Linked DNA regions of Mus musculus: region 2 is linked to region 1. Evidence: chromatin contacts called from public HiChIP or PLAC-seq data. All regions are on one chromosome and are shown on one strand. Each heading gives the region's core, a stretch centred on a gene start, on an enhancer-like site or on the middle of the called end of the contact. The rest is flanking DNA. Distances are from core to core; before and after follow the strand shown. Region 1 has its middle 40 kb from the start of Tlr2. Region 2 overlaps Tmem131l (transmembrane 131 like).

Region 1 (6,849 bases), core at 4,184-6,683:
TGCTTCAGGCTGGGTTGACACAAGCTCCTTGAATTCTTTCCTGACTTATAGCTTTGTGTTATCCACCATCCAGCAAGATGGCTTAGCAGGTAAAAGCAGGCAAGATGGCTCAGTGAGAGACAGAGCTTACAGCATAAATCTGATGGCCTGTGTTTGATCCCCAGAGCCCCCCATGGAAGGAGAGGACATCTGAAAATGGTTACCTAACTTCTACTTATGTGTGTGCATATTCACATACACATACATACTTCATACCATACATACATGCACAATGCACATACAATGATAATAATAATAATGATAATGATACATTAGAGCAGTCCATGGCTGAATAGTATGTATTGACACATAATTGAGTTCAAAGGCCACATCAGCTAGTATCAGCTGAGCTACTGAAAGAAAGATGAAATTTCAAGACCTGTAAGTCATATAAAGTACTCAGAAATTGCTGGTTGTTTGTGAGCTTAGAGGCTGCCTGGGGCTGAGAAAAAAGAAAAAAAAAACAAAAACCAAAAAACCTGGGTATGCCCTGTAGTTAAAACATTCCTGGAACATCTTGACCATAAGATAAAGGGGAATGTGAAGACATAGCAGGGCTATCTAAACTGAGTCAACAACTCACAGAACTCTGACACCCTGCACATACATGTAATTTTTCTGCTGATGTTTGAATAAGCCAATAGTGTGTTGCTAGGCTGAATTCCACACCCCTAAGCCCCTTACCCCATAAAAACCCCTAGCTTTTGAGCCTCGTGGCTGACATCCATTATCTCCTGTGTGGGATGCATGTCGGTCCGGAGCTCCATAATTAAATGACCTCATGTAATTACATCAAGATGGTCCTTCGTGATTTTTTGGGTGCACGCCGAATCGGGAATTGAGTGGGGGTTTCCCCACTAGGTTCTATCACTACAAGTCCTTCTATCTTTTGTCCCTTTGTCCTTTTGACTATATATCCTAGGATGCTTGAAAATAGAAGTTGGCCACTATAGTGACATCTCTTCTGTTAGTTGGAAGCCATGACTGAGCTCTGGGCTTCATTTCTGTTCCTCTGGAGACTCAGCTCTGTCAGCCCTGTGTCTTGACTCCCTTAGAAGCCTCTGACTGTGGAAGTCATGTCCACTCTCCCTCCTGTGAAGAACTGTACTTCTTTAGGGGTAGAATACGTTCCTTACCCCACTATCAACCTTAGCCTAGTTTCTTGTGTTAGCTGAAATGAGGAGCTGAGGGACAATCTGCCAACTTCCAACCCCATTCAGTGGGCCCTGGATAACCAACACCTTTAGTCTATGAGTCTTTCCCTCTATACCAGAGTAGCACATGCAGATCTAGGCTGCTTTTTGAGCCTAGGACAAAGAATAAGACAATTAAACGTCTACAGGCTACATCTCAAGTTGACAGAAGAATGTCCCTGACCACGTAGAGCTGAATTTGTAGGCACTTAGAAGGCAAGAAAGATGGAGTCACAGGGGTTACATTTGGTGAGGCTAGGCAATGTTTCCACAGGTACAGATTTCTTGGATAAGGACCCTGAGTATCTTCTGTGTGAAGGGATGAAAGTTGAAGCCTATGCTGCTGTGGTGACTTTGGGATGTTAGAGAGGCCAGGAGCATGGGACATCTTCTAGGAGACCTGTAGACGCCAGTGAAATTAGTCAAAGAAAAAAGCCCATGTGTCCTGGGGATAGCAGGCCGTAGGCACAGGCTCCACAAGAACTCAGATGATGTCATCTCGAATAATGAATATGGAGCTTTCCCTGCTGAGTGTCTGTCTTACTTTGGTTCAATCTTTGCTTGCTATATACTTCCATTTCTCTATTCCTGGCACATTACTCTGTGCCATCATATAGTGGAATGAGGCAACTGTATATATTTTTTATATTGTTCATAGTTAACAGTGTATCTTGGGTATTAGAAACATTGAAACTATTAAGACTATGGTGACTTTTAAAGTTGGAATGAATGAGTTTTGCATCCTGAGATGCTCATGAGCCTATGAGGCAGGGGTGGGATGAATGGGCCTTTCATTATGAGATGCTCATGAGCCTATGAGGTGCAGAAGTGAATGTTATGGTTTGAGCATGAAGTATGTATCTGAGTCCTTGATCTCTAGTTAGTGTGCTGTTCTGGGAGACTGTGAAACCTTCAAGACATAGGACCTTACTGGAAGAGATAGGGCACTTGGGAAGGAACTCTGAGGGTTATAGCTCAGCCCTGCTGCTGGCATGACATCTCTGCTTCCTGGTTGGTTATGAGAGATTCTCCCACTGCAAGCTTCTGCCTCCATGGACCAAGCCATTATGTTTTGTTTTTGGGTTTTTTTGGTTTTTTTTTTTGGGGGGGGGGGGGTTCAAGACAGGGTTTCTCTGTGTATCTTTGGCTGTCCTGGAACTCACTTTGTAGACCAGGCTGGCCTCGAACTCAGAAATCCGCCTGCCTCTGCTTCCCAAGTGCTGGGATTAAAGGCATGTGCCACCACGCCCAGCTCTGGACCAAGCCATTCTACCATGCTTCCTTCATCATGATGGATCATGAACCAAAATCAACTTCACTCCTCTAAGTTATTTCTTTCAAATATTTTTTGACCTGACAATGAAAATAGTAACTGATACACCCAACAACGTTTCAACCACAGAGTAAAGAAGCTTTAATGCCAAAGATGGGCTATTGGAATAGTCCAGAGAACATCTATGAAGACAGTAGTGTTTCACACCTGAAATCCAGGGTTGAGAGACAGAGCTCAGAGAATTGCTTGTCTACACAGTGAGTTTCAGGACAGCTTGGCCTGCAGAGCATGACGATTCCTCAAAAACCCAAAGTGAAGAAGAGCACAAGAGCAGCTATGAATGAATGTCCCTTCCTGAATGTGGAACCAGCTCACACTTCTGTCTCAATACCAAGTTGTATCTTTCCAATCACACTGAAGTGCCATAGCCCCCAAGGGCATCACCCTTTTCTCTTCCTCCTCTCTAATTCCCACTGTTGGCCATCCTGCCTCCTTGCCCTCTCTTCTATACACTAAGGATGCTGTGACCCACAAGTCTTTGTGAGTTCTGTCTTGTCTGACACACTCATTTCCTAGGTTTCTGTGTGACATTTTCTGTATCCTGATTGCTACCTATGACTTTATTAGAGGACTTTCCTGATTGTGGCCATATAGAGATGCTACTTTCTTGCATATTATTGCTTTAGACAATGAATTTGAGCAGAAGTCACATCTGTAACTTCTAGGTTGAAGCACATATATGAGTAATCATTGCCCCTCACTGGTCAGGTGTTTTGTTTTAGGTTTTTCTTGTTTGTTTGGTTTGTTTGTTTTGGTAGTTTTGTTTCTAGTTTTTTGGTTGGTTGATTGGTTGGGTGTTGTTGTTGTTATTGTTGTTAATTTGACACATGCTAAAGTCATCTGGGAAGGGGGAGAGAATCTTAACTGAGCTTCCTCCATCAGATTGTCTGTAGGTGAGTCTGCAGGCCATTTTCTTGATTAATGATTGATGTGGGAAGGCTCAGTCTACTGTGGTTGGTGCCTGGGAAGGTCCTGGATGATATAAAACAAACAAACAAACAAACAAACAAAAAGCAGTTGAGCAATCCATGGGAAGCAAACCAGGAAGTATCATCTCTGTTTCTGCCGTGACTTCCTTCAGTGATGAGCTGTGATCTGAATTGAAAGATGTAATAAACTCTTTTCTCCCCAAGTTGCTTTTGGTTAGTATTTTATTGCAGCAATGGAAAGCAAATTAGAACGGCCCTGTTGCATCCACCCCAGAGGGCCATATGAGTCAAATAGCTAGATTGCAGGAGGCATAGTGACATAAGCAGAGATTACTGAGTAAACACCCTAGAGGAAAACTCCACTGGGAACGTGGATGGGTTTCCAATAGGCTCTGTGACTACACTCCTCCCATACACACATGAAATGCTGGCCCTCCTTTCCCCCGGCACCACTGATTTCTCCGTGGTACTTACTTGTCGCTTCTGTCTCTGACCAGCAGAAAAGAGCAACGACACAGCGTTCTTCTCAAAGCAGTTTATTCAGTAACCTTTCAACATGCATGCAGGAATCTCTCTCCAGGAAAAAAACTCTAGGAATCTCTCTCCAGGAAAAGTCCTTCCTCTGCCCCCAATCGCAATCCCTTATATAAGCCCTCAACCACGCCCCATCAGCCCAGTCCACGTAACAGCAGTCCATTGGCCAGAATCATCACTTGTCATATGGTCCGATCTTGCATCATGGTGCACCTGTGCAGTTCTCACAATGGCTTATTTTCAGGTGTATGAGGAAGTCAGGTGCAAGTCATAAGACTTGGCTGCAGTCCCGGGTGCCATCTTGGGACTGCTGCCACACCCGCTCCTCACACTGCCACCTAATATGCACACTTTTTGTTTATTTGTAGAGGTCATTGTCTTAGTTAGGGTTTTACTGCTGTGAACAGACACCATGACCAAGGCAAGTCTTATAAAAAAACAACATTTAATTGGGGCTGGCTTACAGGTTCAGAGGTTCGGTCCATTATCATCAAGGTGGGGACATGGCAGTATCCAGGCTGTCATCCAAAGGCTGCTAGTGGAAGACTGACTTCCAGGCAACTAGGGTGAGGATCTTATACCCACACCCACAGTGACACACCCATTCCAACCAGGTCACACCTATTCCAACAAGGCCACACCTTCAAATGGTGCCACTCCCTGGTCCAAGGATATACAAATCATCACAGTCATTAATACTTCTTACCAGAAATTTCATCTCTCAGGAAATACAGGAGAACTGTGGTAAGGACATATCACATGACTCTGGTTAGGTGGGACTATAGCCCAGAATCTCCCCTCAGTTCAACTGGCTCCTTGGAATCATTATGGGGTGTTGAGTGTGGCTTCAGTGGCCTCCATGACTCCTGATTCCTGGTTTGAATCCCTGTAAAGTTCCTTCCCCTTGATAGTGGCAGTGACTATAATTGGCCTTTAGCCAACAGAATATCATAAAGGTGATAGGTTGTCACCCCATGGCTATGCTATGTGAGATTCTGTCTTATTAGCTGCTACATCCACTCCAGTAGTGACAGGCCCCAAAAAACCTGGGCGCTGTCCTGAGGTGAAAAGTTCATGGAAACTTAGTCTCCTAGAACCGTGGCATCCTGTATAATGAATGCTCCAATGTCCTTGCTTTAGTTGGTAAATGATCCGTGTGCTTTCCCTTAATATTGCTTTATTATAAGTGCTTCTAAGGATTGAATTTTTGACATATAGCTAAGTTAGATTCTTCACCAGTTCTAGGCAGTCAGTCCTTGAGCTGACCCTGGGCATGGATAGCTAAGTCACTGCCCTACACATGAATTTACCATTACCTAGGAAGAAGGAAGGTTGTGGTCTAAGGAGGAGCCAGAATAGATTCTTAGAACTATAGATAGCTGAGTTACACCCATACACAAGAATTTACAATGGCCTAGGGGGGGAGGTGGACTATTCAATAGACTAGAATAGGAACTATGGCAAGGGCACAAAGCCCTTGCCCCTGGCTTCTAAGATTAAGCTGACCTTAGGTGGGGCTGTTTTTTGATCCCAGCTGTTAACATTGAATTTTCTCCCAGTTGGTTCCCGTCAGTCCTTCCGTGTTTGCATGTCTTTGTTTTATGTAAGAATCCTGTAACCTCATTGTACCTTGCCAGTGTGTCACCTAACTTCCCTATTTTCTTCTGTATAAAAAGTTTGATGCTCGATTTGACAAATTACATTCAGATCCACACTCCCTTGTGTCAAGCCTGTTTGTTACCCCTCCATCTCACTGACTCCTTTGCCCACCTACAATCAGAACCCGTTCCACGCAGATAGGAGACCCAGAAGGGGTTAGTCTGCAGCAATTAACTGACTCTGATTTTGTTCATGGCTTTGAAGAAATAGCTCTCAAGCAATTCAGCCATTTTGGAGAAATCCAGGTGATAAGAAGACTGCAGAAAGCCAAAGCAACCTCAATCGAGGAGCAACCCTTTGCCTACTGCCTCAGGGGATGGATGGTGTTCTAAACTGAGAGCTTTCTGTGCGTACTTTCTCTGTTTAGCTGGGAACCATCTAGCTGGTGGTGACAACCTGTCCTATTCCCTTATTGGGAAGGGATCCTCTAGCCAAAGTGGGAGTCTCTATTTCCTTTGCCCCCCCCCCCCGCCCGCCCCACCATTCTCTCGAGCTCAAGCTTGCCAGCAGCCCTTCTCCTTTTCTTACCCAACCACCCAACCTACTGGTTCAACACATAAAGCTTTTCCAGCATCCCAGATGGATCCCTCCCTCATTATCTGGCAAATCAAAAACCCCAGTTGCTAAACATCATTCCTTTATTGTCATCTGATTACAAGACTCTACCGGTACATCACCCGAGCTCAGTACCATCCCTCCCCACCCCCACCCCCAACTACACACGCTCTGTCTCTAGAGTCTCAAGGAACTTAAGGATATTATGTCTGACTTCCTGTGAAAAACAACTTTGCCCCCACATCTTTGCCCTATAACACCCCTACACTTGCATTTAAGAAGCCCAATAACCTACTGCCTATTTCAAGATCTTCAGCTCATCAGTTCTACAGTGGTCTCCCTCTACCCTGTCATACATTTTTCTTTATCTCTTCCCAATCCAAGCTCATACAGTATGTAGATGGCATTATCATCTGCAGTCCATCCCTACAAATTAGCCAAACTGACACTTAGGCTCTCGTCCAGCTGTGGCTACAGAGTCTCACTATCTAAGATCCAATTTTCCATCCCTCAGGTCACCTACTTGAGACTAACAATTACTCCAATCCACAAAGCTGTTACTTTGGATAGAAAACATTTATCCAGCCTTTCACAGTCCCCTCTGTTA
Region 2 (6,881 bases), core at 4,366-6,865, 90 kb before region 1:
TCTCTACCTGGAGGAGGAGGGCTTTGGCAAGTGTTTGAAGCCCTCCAGTCATTTCCTCATGTGTGAAGTTGGAATGTGTGCTAGTCAACTTCTGGTTACTGTAGAATACCTGAGGTAACGAACACTTTAAATTTCTGTTGGCTAGTGATTGTAGTGTGTCCTGCCAGTGTCCAGGTGGGATAATTACTTGTGTGTCTCTGGTGGGGGTGCTGGATGTTGGGTGTGGGGAACATACATAGAGCGAACTGTGCTCTTCGCCGTTTTGACCCACACATGACTGCCTTCAAGGACATGGCCTCAGTGACTAAAACCTTCCTACTAAGCTTTGCTTAAAGATTTCACCACCTCTCAGAAGCATCACTCTGTGGATGAAGACTTCAACAGATGGGCATTTGCAAGCTTGGTGACTAACTGTAGCAGATAACAAGTTTCCACACAGCTTTCTTACAGTTACATAGGATAAAGTTCTGGGCTAGCATCTCACCTCAGAAGGACCGAGCTCATAGTAGCTGTCATTGTTCATTAACATGTAGACTATGAGAGGGAAGAGGGTTTGGAGAAACAGGGAAGGTCAGAGGGCTTAAGGGACCAGGGCATAGGTCTCTTCATGTGTACGTGTAGGAGAAAAGAGAGAGAGGGGGCGATGTTGAAAATTCCAGGATCCATCCAATCCAGAAAGAGTAGTTGGTTAGACACTGAAAGAGGAATTCTCTTTGGGAGTTACAGGTGTGAGCATATTCATTAGCAAGTTTGGAGACACTTTAGGGAAGGACACTTGTCATGGCCTTAGGAAGGCCTGGCCATCAATACATTGGAGCAGCCTCCAAACCCAAGCTTTTTTATTTTCCTTTTTTAAAATCACTGAGTGTGTATCCACAGACCCAATTTTCATTCTCAGAGCCCTTTATTCTTAGACGTTCTGTCTCAGTGTATTTATGCTTTGACCATAAAACCTGGAGCGTTCTACAGTAAAAGAAACTAAGAAACCATGTTCTGCCAAGAGACCTTTATCTCCACTGTGAGCTTTTACTGTTATTTCAAGCCCTGTAGTCAGTGCTGTGTCGTTTCTGGATAGCAGGATCTAGCCGTGAGCATTATGAGCATTATTTCCTCGTGGGATGGTGTGCTCCCCCTGGGTGCGGAGCCTTTGTGAAATGAGGATGGAGCATTTCTCTTGCCCATCCCCCACTTCATTGGCCGAAGTCATTGTCTTGACTTTTTTTTTTTAATTTGTGCTATCTAGGTGTTGGCAAAGTTTACTAAAAAGCAGCAGCTTGGTAGAGCTTTGATGGAAACAGACTATTGAGGAATATGGAGGACAGTCAGGTGCCATCCTGCCTTGCTCAGCTGACAAGCCACATAAACAGCCAGACAGCTGGTTATAGCTAACTCATTTCCATGTCAGAGTTTCCAGGCTGTTGTTTTTGAAGGGTGTGTGTGACGTCTGCACCTGGGCTGACTTTTTCTAGGAGTAAGGAATCCAGGTATCCACACAGTTCTGAGAATATCAGCTGCATCCAGCACATTCTACAGAATAGGGGACTGAGCCCTGCTCCCTGAGCTCCTGCTACAGCTGTATCTGACTCAGGCTGGCTCATTTCTAATCAAAGGTCTTTTCTTTTGGACTAGCCACCTTTCCAAACTTTTTTTTAAATTTAATTTTGTTTTATTTGGCTTTATTTTATATGTATAGAGAAAAATATGACTGTTTAGGAAAAAGAGAAAGACACGAATTTGGATCATTGTAGACATATAGGACTTTAAAAAAAGTATAGGGTGCCTTGATTTTGGGACATTTAGACAGCAATAGACCTTTTAAAAAGTGTGGGATGTCTTGATTTGGGTCATTTAGTCAGAGATGGGCCTTTAAAAAGTATGAGGTGGCTTGTTTTGGGTCATTAAGACTGAGATAGACCTTAGAAAGTGGGATGACTTCATTTCAGTTATTGAAACATAGGTGGGTCTTTAAGTACTGTGGGATGCCTTGATTTGTGTCATTTAAACAGAGATAGACCTTTAAAAAGTGTGCAGTGGCTGGATTTGGGTCATTTAGCTAGACCTTAAAATACTGTGGGATGCTTTGCAGCTGTGTCCGACTGCTGAAAAAAGGTTCTGTTTCCTGCAGAAGGTGGGCATCTTTAAAATAGGACTTAGAGGAAGCAGGAGGCTGTAGAGCAGAAAGAAAGCATGCCGTTAGCTTACACGTAGTTCTGGGTTCATTCTCAGCCCTCGTCATCCAGTGAGAACTAAGAGTGCGAGAGATAGGGGTACATAGATAAGAGCTCATGTCCTCTCAGGCATCACCACCTGTGTTTTCCATCACTCTCCCTGTCACAGAAGCGCAGAACAGCTACTGTGTTGTTCCCTTGTAGTAAAAACTGTATCTTACAGATACAGAGTAAGAATTTAAAACACATAGCATAAATACATAATTAACTTTTTGTTTTATTTTATTTTATTTTTTTCAAGACAGGGTTTCTCTGTGTAGCCCTGGCTGTCCTGGAACTCACTCTGTAGACCAGGCTGGCCTGGCCGGGAACTCAGAAATCCGGCTGCCTCTGCCTCCCAAGTGCTGGGATCAAAGGCGTGCGCCACCAACGCCTAGCCATAATTAACTTTTCTGAGCTGCTTTTGTTTACTTTGTGTCATTTGGGACTCTCCTGGAGTAAAAGACACCAGCTGAGGGTTGGCATTCCCTGATAATGGGTTATTAAGGGTGAAAGTTGCAAAGGTAAGGCTGGCCTGTGAAACTGTGGGGGCGAGAAGGTGGCATATTGTTTCTTTACCACAGCCTCTCAGGGTTAGTTCTTTAAAGGTGTTGGTTTGGAAAAGTCTTTAGTGTTTGAACCACAAGCACTGAGCATCTGAGGATAATTGTGATGTCCACATGTAACTAAATTATGGCCGCTTGCTACTTACCCACTGCTGGAAAGCCAGCCACCTTGTCCCCTTAACATTTGCACCTCAGTAATGAACACGAAGTCCCTGTGACTCTGAGAAGTGTGAGACTGTCTTCATCCATCAGTAATGAGTTCTGCAATAGACACCAGCCCGAGTCCTCTGGTCTAGTTCAGTTCTGACACTGTGTCTGGTCACATCCTTCAGACTAAGACCACAGTCCCAAGCCTCCTTCCTACTTGAGGTGCCCTGCCACAAGTCTGATTGTTTCACCCACACTTCTGACGCACAGGCTGCAGGCAGGGTTCCCACAACCCTCGAGGTTTTTGATAGATTGGATAGAACAGCTCACAGAAGCCAGGGAAACATTCGCTCAGTTTTACTGTAAAGGGTGTGACAGAGGCAATAGGGGAGGCAAGCAAGAAGGGGTCTATATGGAGGCTACTCCCCACCACCGTGGGCCTTGGATGTTTTCAGCTGTGGGGTCTCTATGGAGACTTGCGTGCATAGGCATAGGCTGAGAGGCTGGTTAGGAACCCAGCAAGGCCTGCTTGTTTAACTCTCCCGGAGCCTAAGTGCAGCACAGCTTTCTCCATGCTGCCTGCAGGACCCTAAATAAGGGCAGGCCAGAGGATGTCTTAAAACAGAAAGATTGGGAAGGATTGGTTTCCGAGAAGTGAGAAGTTAAGTTGTGGTTTGGAGGGCTTGTCTTGGGGAGGGAGCCGTGCTGCTAATCCTCAGCCCCCTTTCTGAGCGCATGCGTGGGAAGACTCTCCAGCTCCATGGGCTCCCTCGGCTTCGACCTCTCAGGCCTGTTACTTTAACTTACTTAACGTTAAGCTTCCACATGCCTTGATATGCTGCTGTCCAAAGTTTTTAGGCAGGTGACATAAAATCTGTTAACAAGGAAAAAGAATCATCTGTGATTTCAGGGGGGTGGAAATCACTGATGGGATTTTGTTTTTCTTTTTAAAGTTAGAGAAATTTGGGGTGTTTCTGCTATATTACTTTAAATTGACCCCCAGGTGCCTGATTTTTGTTGAGCACATGAGGTTTGTGACTGTGGAATTTGAAAATCTGTTACGTGGGAGATAGTCCAGTCTGTGTTTCATTTGTTCTATTCATAGACTGTCACTATGACTGCATTGGGATCTCTCAGTCCAGAGGCCAGCATGGGCACTGAGCCCCAGTGGCCTCTGCATTTGTCTCCTTCCTTTTTTATTAGATGAATGCCATCCTCTTTGTAACATGATCCTATGGTTATTATATAAATCATGGGCAGGCATGAAGCAAAGGCCATGTCCTCTCACTTTAGCTCCACAACAACTGTAAGCTACATACTGCTGTCCCTGCATTTTCTTTTTTAGACGATAAGGCAGACACTAACAAATGAAGCTACTGACCGGCTCAGACCAGGAAAGCAATGGCCGTGGGTGTGGAACCAGGCTTGTGAGACCTGCAGCTCAGGCTGTCACACAACAGGCTAGGCCTAGTTGGTTCCCAGATAGTGTTCTCCCTTCCAGCGGCCCCAGGTCTGAGTTAGAGATTTGCCTCTTTGTGCTTTGTGACCTTGTAAGTTGAGGAAATCCTCCAGGCTTTGTCTGCCCACTTGGAAACCATGTGCAAAACCCAATGTTCAACTTCTGGCTCTGGCACTGGACGGGAAGGAGCTGCTCTTAGCTTCTGTTGCGTGTTATTAATACAGCACATTTCTGTGGCCTCTCTAAGGTTGCTTGGGGTTCTCCTGGAATGCTAAGCCCTGACCAGTTTCTGTAGTGTGTGTGCCCATGGTGCACCTCTGAGGTTGTCACTTCTGTTCTGAGGCAGCTAGTGGTCTTATTTACAAGCGAGCTGTAGTGCTGGGCTCTAGAGTCTGAAGGGATCTAGTCTCTATTGGGTGGAAAAGTTGACAAGAGACCAAAGTGCCACTTTGATTTTTAACCCAGCTGGTATTGGAGATAGGACAGAGACTCAGGTAGCTCTGAGCAGATGCTTTTTGGAGGAAGGGAGTTTGAAAAGATTGTAGCTGGAGTTGTAAGGAATGGGGTGGTTCTCCCACCCCTCCATAGACTGTGCTTTCAGGAAACAGCAAACCTCTGAGAAAGATCTTCTAAAGGTCACCTTACTTTCTAGCTGGCAGACTTAAAGTCCAGGTGACAAAAGTGGGACCAGCTTCCTGAGAGCTTTGAGGGGAGGGAAAATGGTAAGCTTTTGTTATGGAGAACTATTCTGAGTCTCTAAATAAAGTATGCTCACTTAGGGAGTTTCTTCCAGTAAACATCTCTGTGCTATGTAAACTTTCAAATAGTCATACCTCTGTCTGTCTGTCTGTCTGTCTGTCTATCTAATTAATCCATCTAAATGTTTATATCTCTTGTTATAGCTTTATTATATTTTTCACTTACATGTGCTTGATTTGTTTTTCTACTGAATTGATCTATGACTCTTGACTTTTTAAAAATGTTTATTTGGTTTTATGTGTATTAGTGTTTTATGGTTGTATGCATTTATGTGTAGCATGTGCATACCTGGTTCCCTAAGAAGTCAGAAGAGCAGTCACATTTCCCTGGCACTGGAGCTACAGATGGTCGTGAGTCCTGTGTAGGTGCTGGGAACTGAACCTGCCTGGGTCTTCTGCGGGGACAGCAAACACCACTGTCTTCTGAGCTGTCTCTCCAGCCCTGTGACTTGTAAGGGAAGTGAGATCACAGCGAGCACTCAGGTGCTGAGAATGTGACTTGCCATGTGAGAGTTTATGTGGTTCTTATACCACGAATGATGATGGTTCCTGTCTGCAAACCCAGCACTCAGGAGCTGAGACAAGAGAGGCCTATGAGTTTGAGACCAGCCTAAGGTACATAGTGCCTAGCCTGGCCTACAGAGTGAGCCTTTATCTCAGAAACAAACAAAACTAAATGAACTAAATGAATCCAGACCTGGTTGAAAATTATGCCTACCTCCAGCAGCCTGTGACACACAGGCCTTTCCCTGGTGTCTTAGTCAGGGGTTCAATTCCTGCACAAACATGACCAAGAAGCAAGTTGGGGATGAAAGAGTTAATTAGCTTACACTTCCACATTGATGTTCATCACCAAAGGAGGTCAGGATTGGAACTCAAGCAGGTCAGGAAGCAGGAGCTGATGCAGAAGCCATGGAGGGATGTTACTTAACTGGCTTGCCTCACCTGGCTTGCTCAGCCTGCTTTTTTATAGAACCCAAGTCTATCAACCCAGGGATGGCACCACCCACAAGAGGCGCTCCCCCCCTTGATCACTAATTGAGAAAATGCCTTACAGATGGATCTCATGGAGGCATTTCCTCACTTGAAACTCCTTTCTTTGTGATAACTCCAGCCTTTGTCAAGTTGACACACAAAACCAGCCAGTACACATATTAACCATTGGCCTAAAGAATTCAGGGGCCAGAGTTTCCTCAAACCTGCTTTACAGATGTGTTTTTCTTTGTTTTGGGTATGTGAAGATAGGCCTGTTACCTGACTTCATGCAGAAAGAAGCCTACTAGTCATTAAGTAGGGCTTCGTTTGTGTCGTCATCTGTTGGCAAGATCTGTCCATTTGATAAATGTTATATTAACTGTAAGCTAGACGGTTGTAAATTTCTAGAACTCTAGTTCAAATTTATCTATAAGTGAGTAAAATTAGATAGCATGAATTTAGAGTCATTGTACTGAGCATATGATTGCAAAATTCAAATTTAAACCTAAGCAATTAATGTCTCTCTCTCTTTTTTTTCCTTTTGTCTTTTAGCTTCTCAGATAAACTGTTCATTGGAAAAGGCTTACATTTTCAGCCGTCAGTTCTAGATTTTGGAATACAGTAAGTATTTTTTTTTTAAATTTATAACTAAATTCATCTTATTTGTATTTATCTTCAGCATATCTTTTTAACATATTTATTTTTAATTATATGCGTATGTGTTGAGTTGTAGTTATGTCCACATGACTGCTGATGCTGACAGAAACCG

Evidence for each region. HiChIP or PLAC-seq counts read pairs in DNA pulled down with a chosen protein or histone mark.
Region 2: a contact with region 1 is called in an H3K27ac HiChIP or PLAC-seq map of embryonic stem cells, with 5 read pairs. The contact joins two enhancer-like sites. A contact is called at or near these places in 1 of 115 datasets of contacts at active chromatin or transcription factors (embryonic stem cells) and 3 of 9 other capture datasets (adipose tissue, liver and pancreatic islet).

What each region holds. Positions count from the first base shown.
Region 1 is chr3:83,878,080-83,884,928 of GRCm38.p6, reverse strand. No RefSeq gene overlaps it. Among named protein-coding and RNA genes, the nearest start is that of Tlr2, 40 kb to the right of the region's middle. Within about 2 kb of position 5,433, at least 7 of the 459 cell types and tissues checked have an H3K27ac peak or open chromatin away from gene starts, as enhancers often do. A contact at or near this core is called in embryonic stem cells, where this site is marked.
Region 2 is chr3:83,968,010-83,974,890 of GRCm38.p6, reverse strand. Tmem131l (transmembrane 131 like) reads left to right here. Exons shown (of 35, transcript NM_172681.4): 4 at 6,665-6,733. Among named protein-coding and RNA genes, the nearest start is that of Tmem131l, 69 kb to the left of the region's middle. Within about 2 kb of position 5,615, at least 26 of the 459 cell types and tissues checked have an H3K27ac peak or open chromatin away from gene starts, as enhancers often do. A contact at or near this core is called in embryonic stem cells, where this site is marked.